Linked DNA regions of Zea mays: region 2 is linked to region 1. The links are chromatin contacts, called in public Hi-C maps. All regions are on one chromosome and are shown on one strand. The core of a region is the stretch at or near the end of the contact, and the rest is flanking DNA. Distances in the headings are between cores, read along the strand shown.

Evidence for each region. A called contact is a pair of places that touch in the nucleus more often than the background predicts.
Region 2: a contact with region 1 is called in a Hi-C map of ear, with 2.9 times the contacts expected there. The contact joins the promoter of LOC103649964 here to the promoter of LOC103649959 in region 1. A contact is called at or near these places in 2 of 25 Hi-C or Micro-C datasets (ear and tassel).

The regions. Positions count from the first base shown.
Region 1 is chr3:37,288,841-37,292,694 of Zm-B73-REFERENCE-NAM-5.0, reverse strand. It overlaps LOC103649959 (probable serine/threonine-protein kinase PBL7), which reads right to left and starts at 1,445. Exons shown (of 5, transcript XM_008675652.4): 1 at 946-1,445. The coding sequence starts at 1,042.
Region 2 is chr3:37,884,764-37,888,699 of Zm-B73-REFERENCE-NAM-5.0, reverse strand. LOC103649964 (5'-3' exoribonuclease 3) reads left to right here and starts at 1,564. Exons shown (of 23, transcript XM_008675656.3): 1 at 1,564-1,992; 2 at 2,825-2,927; 3 at 3,259-3,335; 4 at 3,612-3,803. The coding sequence starts at 1,789.

The sequences.
Region 1 (3,854 bases), core at 196-2,695:
AGGCCTAAATTTTTTTTGATTATACCATGCAAGCCTAAATAGTAGAAATAGTGGATCAGCATAGCCCTAAAGCACGTCATGCCTACGTTGGACCGTGCCGACCTAAGCCTAAGTATATATTTGAATCACATAAAATTCAAATATTACAACCACATAAAGTCTATAGCTTACTAAATTAACGATATTAAACAATGCTAACGTCATTTGACCACATAAAGTTCAAATATTACAACGATATAAAGTCTATAAATTACTAAATTAAAGAAATTAAACAATATTAACTTTAATAGGTTATGTAGATCCAAGCCTGACTCATGTGCTCGTGCTGGCCCAAAAAGTCTCGGTCCATATTCTCAGTGACAGTCTCACACACCATGACCATGAGTATGTAACCGCTCAAGGCAACAACAGCGTACTAGTCTCACACGTTTTGCTGCTACGCACTTGATCAGCCACAGCCTATTGTTTCTAGCTACACAATGGCAAGATTAAATCTAACAGCCTTGGTTGCTAAAGGAATTCGTCCGCGAGGCTGGGTGCCGTGTGATAAAGAAAAGGTTGACCATGCTATTCAGAATAAAAAAAAAAGTTCATGATGGCTGAGTATGAGTACAATTCTTCACTCGCGTAAATAAACAACTAAAAACCGGTTACGCTACCAAGTTCACGAATCAGTAGACTTGGTTTTATTTTCATTTTGTAGAATTAAACGTCCCTCTGACAGCAAGCGCGAGTTCAGCTTCACAGGAAGCATGGTACCGGAGTATAGTATCAGGGCCACACATACCGCGAACAAGCTAGTATCAGAACGAAGCACCAAGAAACGAGAATTTCCTAGCCAGACGAACTGACGAAGTATGCTTGCTACAACTAACGAAGGCAAAAGCAGGAAACATAACGCAAGAAAGAAAGAATTTTTTTTGAAGCATGAGCATCGCCCGTCACCTGAGGCGACCTGGTGGTTGATTCTGAACTGCTCCCCCTCCTTCTCGTCGTCGTCCCCGTCCTGAGGGCATCGGCACAAGCACGCCAAGAAGCCCATCTCTCATCACCCGAATCAACGCCTACAGCAGGAGAAGGAGAACACGAAGCAAAAAAAAATCCCCAATCCTGTTAGGCTGCTGCTGCTGCTGCTCGGACGGGGGCTTTGGGTCGCCGGGGGTATCAACAGAGGACTCGCGCAGCTGCCGAGGAATGTATCAATTTTTTTCCTGGTGCGCCCAGAAGGAGATGGGGGGAAAAGCGGAGAAGACTGATGAGGATAGCAGCGTGCGGCCTAAAAGATTTGAAAACATGTTAAAAAAAACCGACGGAAAGCGGAGGACGGAAAACGGCGCCGAGGGAAGGCGGAAAAGTCAGCATCGATGGGACGTCGGAGACTCACTAGTGGCAGGAAAGATTAATTGCTAATTGAAGGGGTTTAGTATAGTTTTGCTTGACGAATTGTGAAGGTATAGTTATGTATGGAGTTGTTTATTTGGGGTCAACCTATAAAAAGTAGGTACACGAAGGACTCTTGTTCCAATTTCGAGCCAAATGCGTTCGTCCAAAACACTATTCCCTGTACTGTTTCAGGAAACTAAAATACAATTTTTTTTAAAATAAAGACTTTGTGAATCAAGTGCGGATTTTCACTCTGCACTGCAAAAGTCCATAGAACAACACGTACATCTAGAGAAACACGAGCGAGCAGGCCGGGTCGTTTTTGGTACTCGCTTTGAAAATCAAGTTAAAAAAACTCATCTTATTATTAGTCACCAGTGTGGTAAATATTGACTGCTGGTCAGTTAGAAAACAACTAGGACGAACGGATCATTTTTTTCCGTTAGGTTTTTACTTTGTTCAAAAGGTTTGGCCCATCTCCATCACTACCATAGCACCTAGTGCGGCAGGGCAAAATGGGTATTTTATCTAAAAGAAAGGATAGCTTTTGGTTGGACAATAAAGGGGGGAAATGTGTGATTATATTTTTCTTACACGGATCACAAAAGGTTGCTGTTGTTATCGCTCACATAGACCGTTCTTTACAGTAAAAAAAAGACAGCACTCCCAGAAAGGATGGGGCATGTAGTTGACAAGTCAAGAACGGGTGACGGGTCGCTACAGTGCTACGTGCATTACGGTTAAGCTTATCCTTATCCACCGATTAAGACATGGAGCAGGAGCGGGTTTAGAGCGCCATGATTCTACTAATAAATACGTATATCCATTATTGTTAGGCGTGCTTTCCAGCCTAACCCCCGTTCCACCCTCACCCTCGTGCAGACGGGCCCAACTATGTTCGGTTCTACCCCAATCCATATGGATTGAGAGGGATTGAGGGGGATTCAATCCCTATTAAGTCAAAATCCCCTTCAATCCGTATCAATCCCCTTCAATCCATATGGATTGAAAATAACCGAACAAGCCCTCGATTGTTATTGAACGACGACAACCAACCTGCTGCATCCGGAGGACACCCAGGTGCGCGGCCGCACCGTGAAGGCGACCTCCGGTGCCACTGTTGTCCGCGTGCACGGCGCGAAAAGGACGGCCATTCGGGGGGCCCGGGCAGGCGCCGCGCGGCGAAGGGTGTGGACTGTGTGAACCGTGGTGGGGTCGGCAGATCCCGGCCGCCTTCTTCTAGTATGTCCCGGGTCCCGGGGCCCGTTGTCTGCTCGTCGGCTTTTCAGAGCAAGCAGCGTGTCCCGGTGGCCTTCGCGCGACGCCACCCACCCACCTGTCCGGCGCCCGCGACGCCCGGCTGCCTGCCTGCCTGGGGTGGAAGTGGACGCACAGTGCCATACTGGACAAGAGCAACGCACCCATTTCGCACTGTATCGTTCGGAGTTCGGACAGTCGGCAAGACGCAAGATCGGTTGCAGTTGTATTGTTGTTTTCGCACGTGAATGGCTGGCTACACGGGGCCGGTCAGTGACTGGCGGTGGCACACGATAGTGAGACATCGTACGGCGCTAGGGCTCGGGCTCATTCTTAGTGTTGAGCCGGTCCGAACCGAGCCGAGCTGCTGCGAGTCCGAGCCAGCTCGTCGAGCTCGAGGTTTTTTTCCAAGCCCTATCGTACCCCCAGCTGCCTTTTCTTAATTTGGATGGTTGGTTTACGTTATTATATATATTGCACAATATAAACGTGTCACACCAGGTTCTCCAGTCGTGTGCCGTATTAGTAAGCGGGGCCAGAAAAGGGCGCGGCTGCTGGATGGGCCAGCGAACAGAGGTTGGGCTACCTGAATTTTGACCAAATCCTAGTGTTTGGGACCCGGCCCATGAACTTCAGCTGCTACCAAATAAAGTGCCGTGGTGCTGCACGCCCAGCCTTTGTGTTTAGCTCAGGTTGTAGACAAATACTTCTACTACTAAAAAACACTAACCAAACGGGTAAACATATAGAATCATCAATAAATAGATATATATATATATATAAACACCAGCTTTCCCGTATTAGCCATTTTACAGCTCACAACTGAACTAGATAGGTCCACACTTTTCTCTGTTCCTGAAACAACACAATTCTAGCACTCGTGTGTTGTCCCAAACACAGAATGCATGCTATTCTAAAAAATATATATTATGTATAGGTATACAATGCAATAAATGCCGAGTTTACGGTCATTTACTCGTGTTTAATCAGAGAATCAGAAAAGGAGGTACATGTGTCTTTTTTTTATTGCGGGCTATTTTTTCTTCGACACTAACTATACATTATAAATCCTGAGCTTTCAATAACTAGAGGAAGCTTTAGCCTAATAGTGTCATTTGGTTCAGCCACACCAGGTTCGGGGGCTATAAAAACATCCTCATGTCGCAAGGGATTAGATTTTATCGGCAGCAGCGGTTCCCTCGGTCGTGCGAGAG
Region 2 (3,936 bases), core at 315-2,814, 600 kb before region 1:
CTCATAGGAGCATATATGGACTGATAGTAATATGGTCAAGCCAATTCACGATTCCTCATATCTTATTTACTTTGGCTTGACCAATCCTCTTAATCACTTCATCCTCTATTCTGATCATATGTATGTAGTGATTTCTCAGGTCTTGTCCATATATATTCAAACCAATACAGAGACCATATTATATCCATTTGCATTGTCTCATTGGTTATTTAACCTCGTGTTGAACCTTTGTTCACTGATCATTATACACTATTCAAGTATGTTCATCATACTGAATTTCCTGTTCGACACTTAGCAAACTTGTTAGTCTTTTAAATGTGTTGTCATCCAAATCACCAAAACTCACAAAAGGGATGAATGCACTTTCAGTATCCACTTGCTTATGGGTTTATTGCATCTGAAACAGAAGATAATTGGACTTGGTTTATGAATTAGCTTAAGATCGCAACTATAGCTGCTACTACTACAATCACGAGAACAATCCATCTGAGTGTTTCTACAAATGAAGTTGCATACATCAACGATTCAATCTATGATTTTATTAAAAAATAAAGTTGATTAAAATATGAACCGGATGAAACACAAAACTAGAAGGATTAATAATTTTCTTCTTGGTCTGCGCATCAGAGCCAAATACGACATCTAAAGAAAAATAGTGAGCCATGACGTCCAACCACCTTTTCCTCCATGAGCAGCTATGAAAACAACAGGGGCTCGAGCATGCACACACTTGTGATGCGTTTGAGAACTAGTGGAGTGAGCGAGAAGGATATTCCAGGGAGAGTGAGAGGGAGGGCACCAACCCGAAGGAGGGAGGCGACGACTAGGGTGACATCCTCGGTGAGGTCGACCGCCTCCCTGCCGGCGACAACTCTATTTGTGCGATTCCCTTTTGTTGTTGTGTCTGACTTGTATACGGGGAGAGAGCTTGTGTCTATCTATACGAAATGTAGAATAAGGGTAAATTGGTCCTTTGAAAATCCAGAATGTAGAAAAAAGAAAAATAAAATTATTAAAAGGATAAAATGTCAAGTAAATCAATATGTCAATCTTGGGGGGGGGGGGGGTTAAATTTACGGTGTCAATCTTTGGAGTGTCAATTATGCAAAGTCACTTGTTTAGAGTGTCAAAAATACAAATTTCTCCGGATGGAAAGGCAAGCCAATGAACAGAACAGAGAGCCGCAGAGACGAAAAATAGGAAGGGGTAGTGCGGTCACTTTAGGAGATGAGGGGAAAATAAAAAAACAGAAATAATTAAAAATGCGTGAGAATACTATTTGGAGGAATAAGATTACTTATAATACTATTATAAATGATATAATGTTGTAGGTACTACATTCTTTCACAAATATATGACACCATTGATTTTTTTGAAAACTTTAACTACTCGTATTATTCAAAATTTTTATTCAACAATGTAAAATTTTTCGTCAAACACAAACTATCTTAAGTGATAAAACAAATAAAAAAATAAATGATAACTTATTATTTTTTAATAAGATGAATATTTATTTTTTTTAAAAATCAACAGGGTCATATACTTATAAATGGAGAGAGTACTAAATAGGAGAAGCCTAACCAAAAGAGTGCTATAATAGAAAAAAAAACTCGATGGACAGACGTCATAGACAGATTTTTCGTTGCTCGACTGGCCCGACAGATGAGTCCGTCTCGACAGTGACCGGACCTCTTCGTTAGGGTTTCGCGCCTCTTCTCACCGTCTGCCTACTACTAGGGATAGACCTCCGGCAAGGCCTCCCTCGCGCCGGCGGCGTCAGCAGCGGATATGGGTGTTCCGGCGTTCTACCGATGGCTGGCGGAGAAGTACCCGATGGTGGTGGTGGACGTGGTGGAGGAGGAGCCCGTAGAGATCGAGGGCGTCAAGGTGCCCGTCGACACCTCCAAGCCCAACCCCAACAGCCTCGAGTTCGACAACCTCTACCTCGATATGAACGGAATCATACACCCCTGCTTCCACCCGGAGGACAGGGTAAGTACGACTTCTTCCTTCCTCCTCCCTCTCTATTATTGGTTGGGTTGCTTCAGGCTCTGTTTGGAACCCCTAAAGCTAACAGTTAGCCAGTTAATAAATTATTAGCTGGGTTGAGCCAGCTAATGAACTAATTGTTAGTTGTGAGGTAGCTAACAATTAGCTGAGGCTTTTTGGAACCCAGCAACTAATTTTTAGTAGCTAACTATTAGTTTTAGAGGTTCCAAACAGGGCCTTAGGCGTTGGAGAGATGCGGTAATCCGGCTAGATGCGTTTGCGGTAATCAGGTAGGTTTGTGATTGGACTATTGACTAGTGAGAAGTTGGAGGAGGGAATTGGTTATTTTAGCTCGTACGCTGCTAGTATCTGATTGCTGCTAGAGAAATGAGCTGCTAAATTGTTTTCCAGTCATCTCAGAGTCATTGAGACAATGACGCAACTCATCCCGTTTTTCAAAGTAACGTTTATCTGAATTGTACAGATTTATTCTGTTTCTGTTTGCTAAACTGCAATGGAAGCAAATTGCCAACAAATAGTTGCCTTTTTGGAGCTATTTATGTTGATGATTTTGGACCAATTTCAGTTAGCAGACTGTATGGTATTATTTCAATATCTATAGGTTTAGTGAAAGGAGCAGTGGTAGCTGCCTCAACAGTCAACATCAGCCACAAACCAGAGAGGAAGAAAGAAAAAGATACCAATACGATAAAAAAGCACTAAATCCTTTTTATTGGAACTATTTGCTTTATTATCTGTAAAACCATGTAACATTAACTTAATCGTCATTTATTTTCCTTGCTGATTTAAATGTTGACCATGGTTTTCTCTGTAGCCCTCCCCAACAACATTTGGTGAGGTTTTCCAGTGCATGTTTGATTATATCGACAGACTATTCGTCATGGTTCGCCCCCGGAGGCTTTTGTACATGGCCATTGGTACGTGGAATATGCTGAGGAAATTTATTGCACTTCTACCTATTTATTTTTACTGCTGTGTGGATTAGCTGAGTTTCTCTAGTTGTATGATCATGTAGAAGTCATGATTCTGTGTAATTCTATTGTGTATACTATGTGCATGTGGATTACCTTGTCATAACTATGTAAGTGTTTGCACCTTATGGATGTTTGTTCTCATCTGTAATAATTCACGTCTGCCCTTTTGGAATGAGCTTATCTTATAAATTCAATGATCAATTTAGTTCTTATACCTGTAGTATTTGATTTATTGTTGCTCATAATTTTTAACTGTGGTATGATGGCTTTACAGATGGTGTTGCTCCTCGTGCTAAGATGAACCAGCAGCGCTCAAGACGATTCAGGGCTGCAAAAGATGCAGCTGATGCGGTCAGTATTCTACCGAAATATTTTCTTTTGGTTTGTGCATGATTGCGCATTACATAGTTTTTAAGGCGGTAAGGCGAGATGAGGCGAGCCACCATCGCATTACCGCCTAGGCGACGCTAAGGCGAGCCACCCTCACCTTACCGCTTAGGCGACACTTAAGCGTCGCCTTATGGACGCCTTAAAAACTATGGTGCATTATCCTTTTTCTCAGTATTTTTTGCAGTTGCAACGCAACCATTTTATTGCAATCACAGCTCAATATTCCTATGCCTGCAGGCTGCAGAAGAAGAACGGTTACGTGAAGAGTTTGAAAGGGAAGGCAGAAAGCTTCCTCCAAAGCAGCAATCACAAACATGTGATTCAAATGTTATTACTCCAGGGACTGAATTTATGGCTGTTTTATCAGTTGCTTTGCAGTATTACATCCATCGTAGATTGAATTATGATCCTGGATGGAAACAAATTAAAGTAAGCATGAGTTGATCCTGATTTAAGTTTCTATTTTCTAACAATGGTTTAGATCAGCCTCCTCCATTTTTTTTGTTCTTATTGAGAAAGGCTGCCACTGACCTCAGAAAGGCTGAATGCAATAAGCCACTTA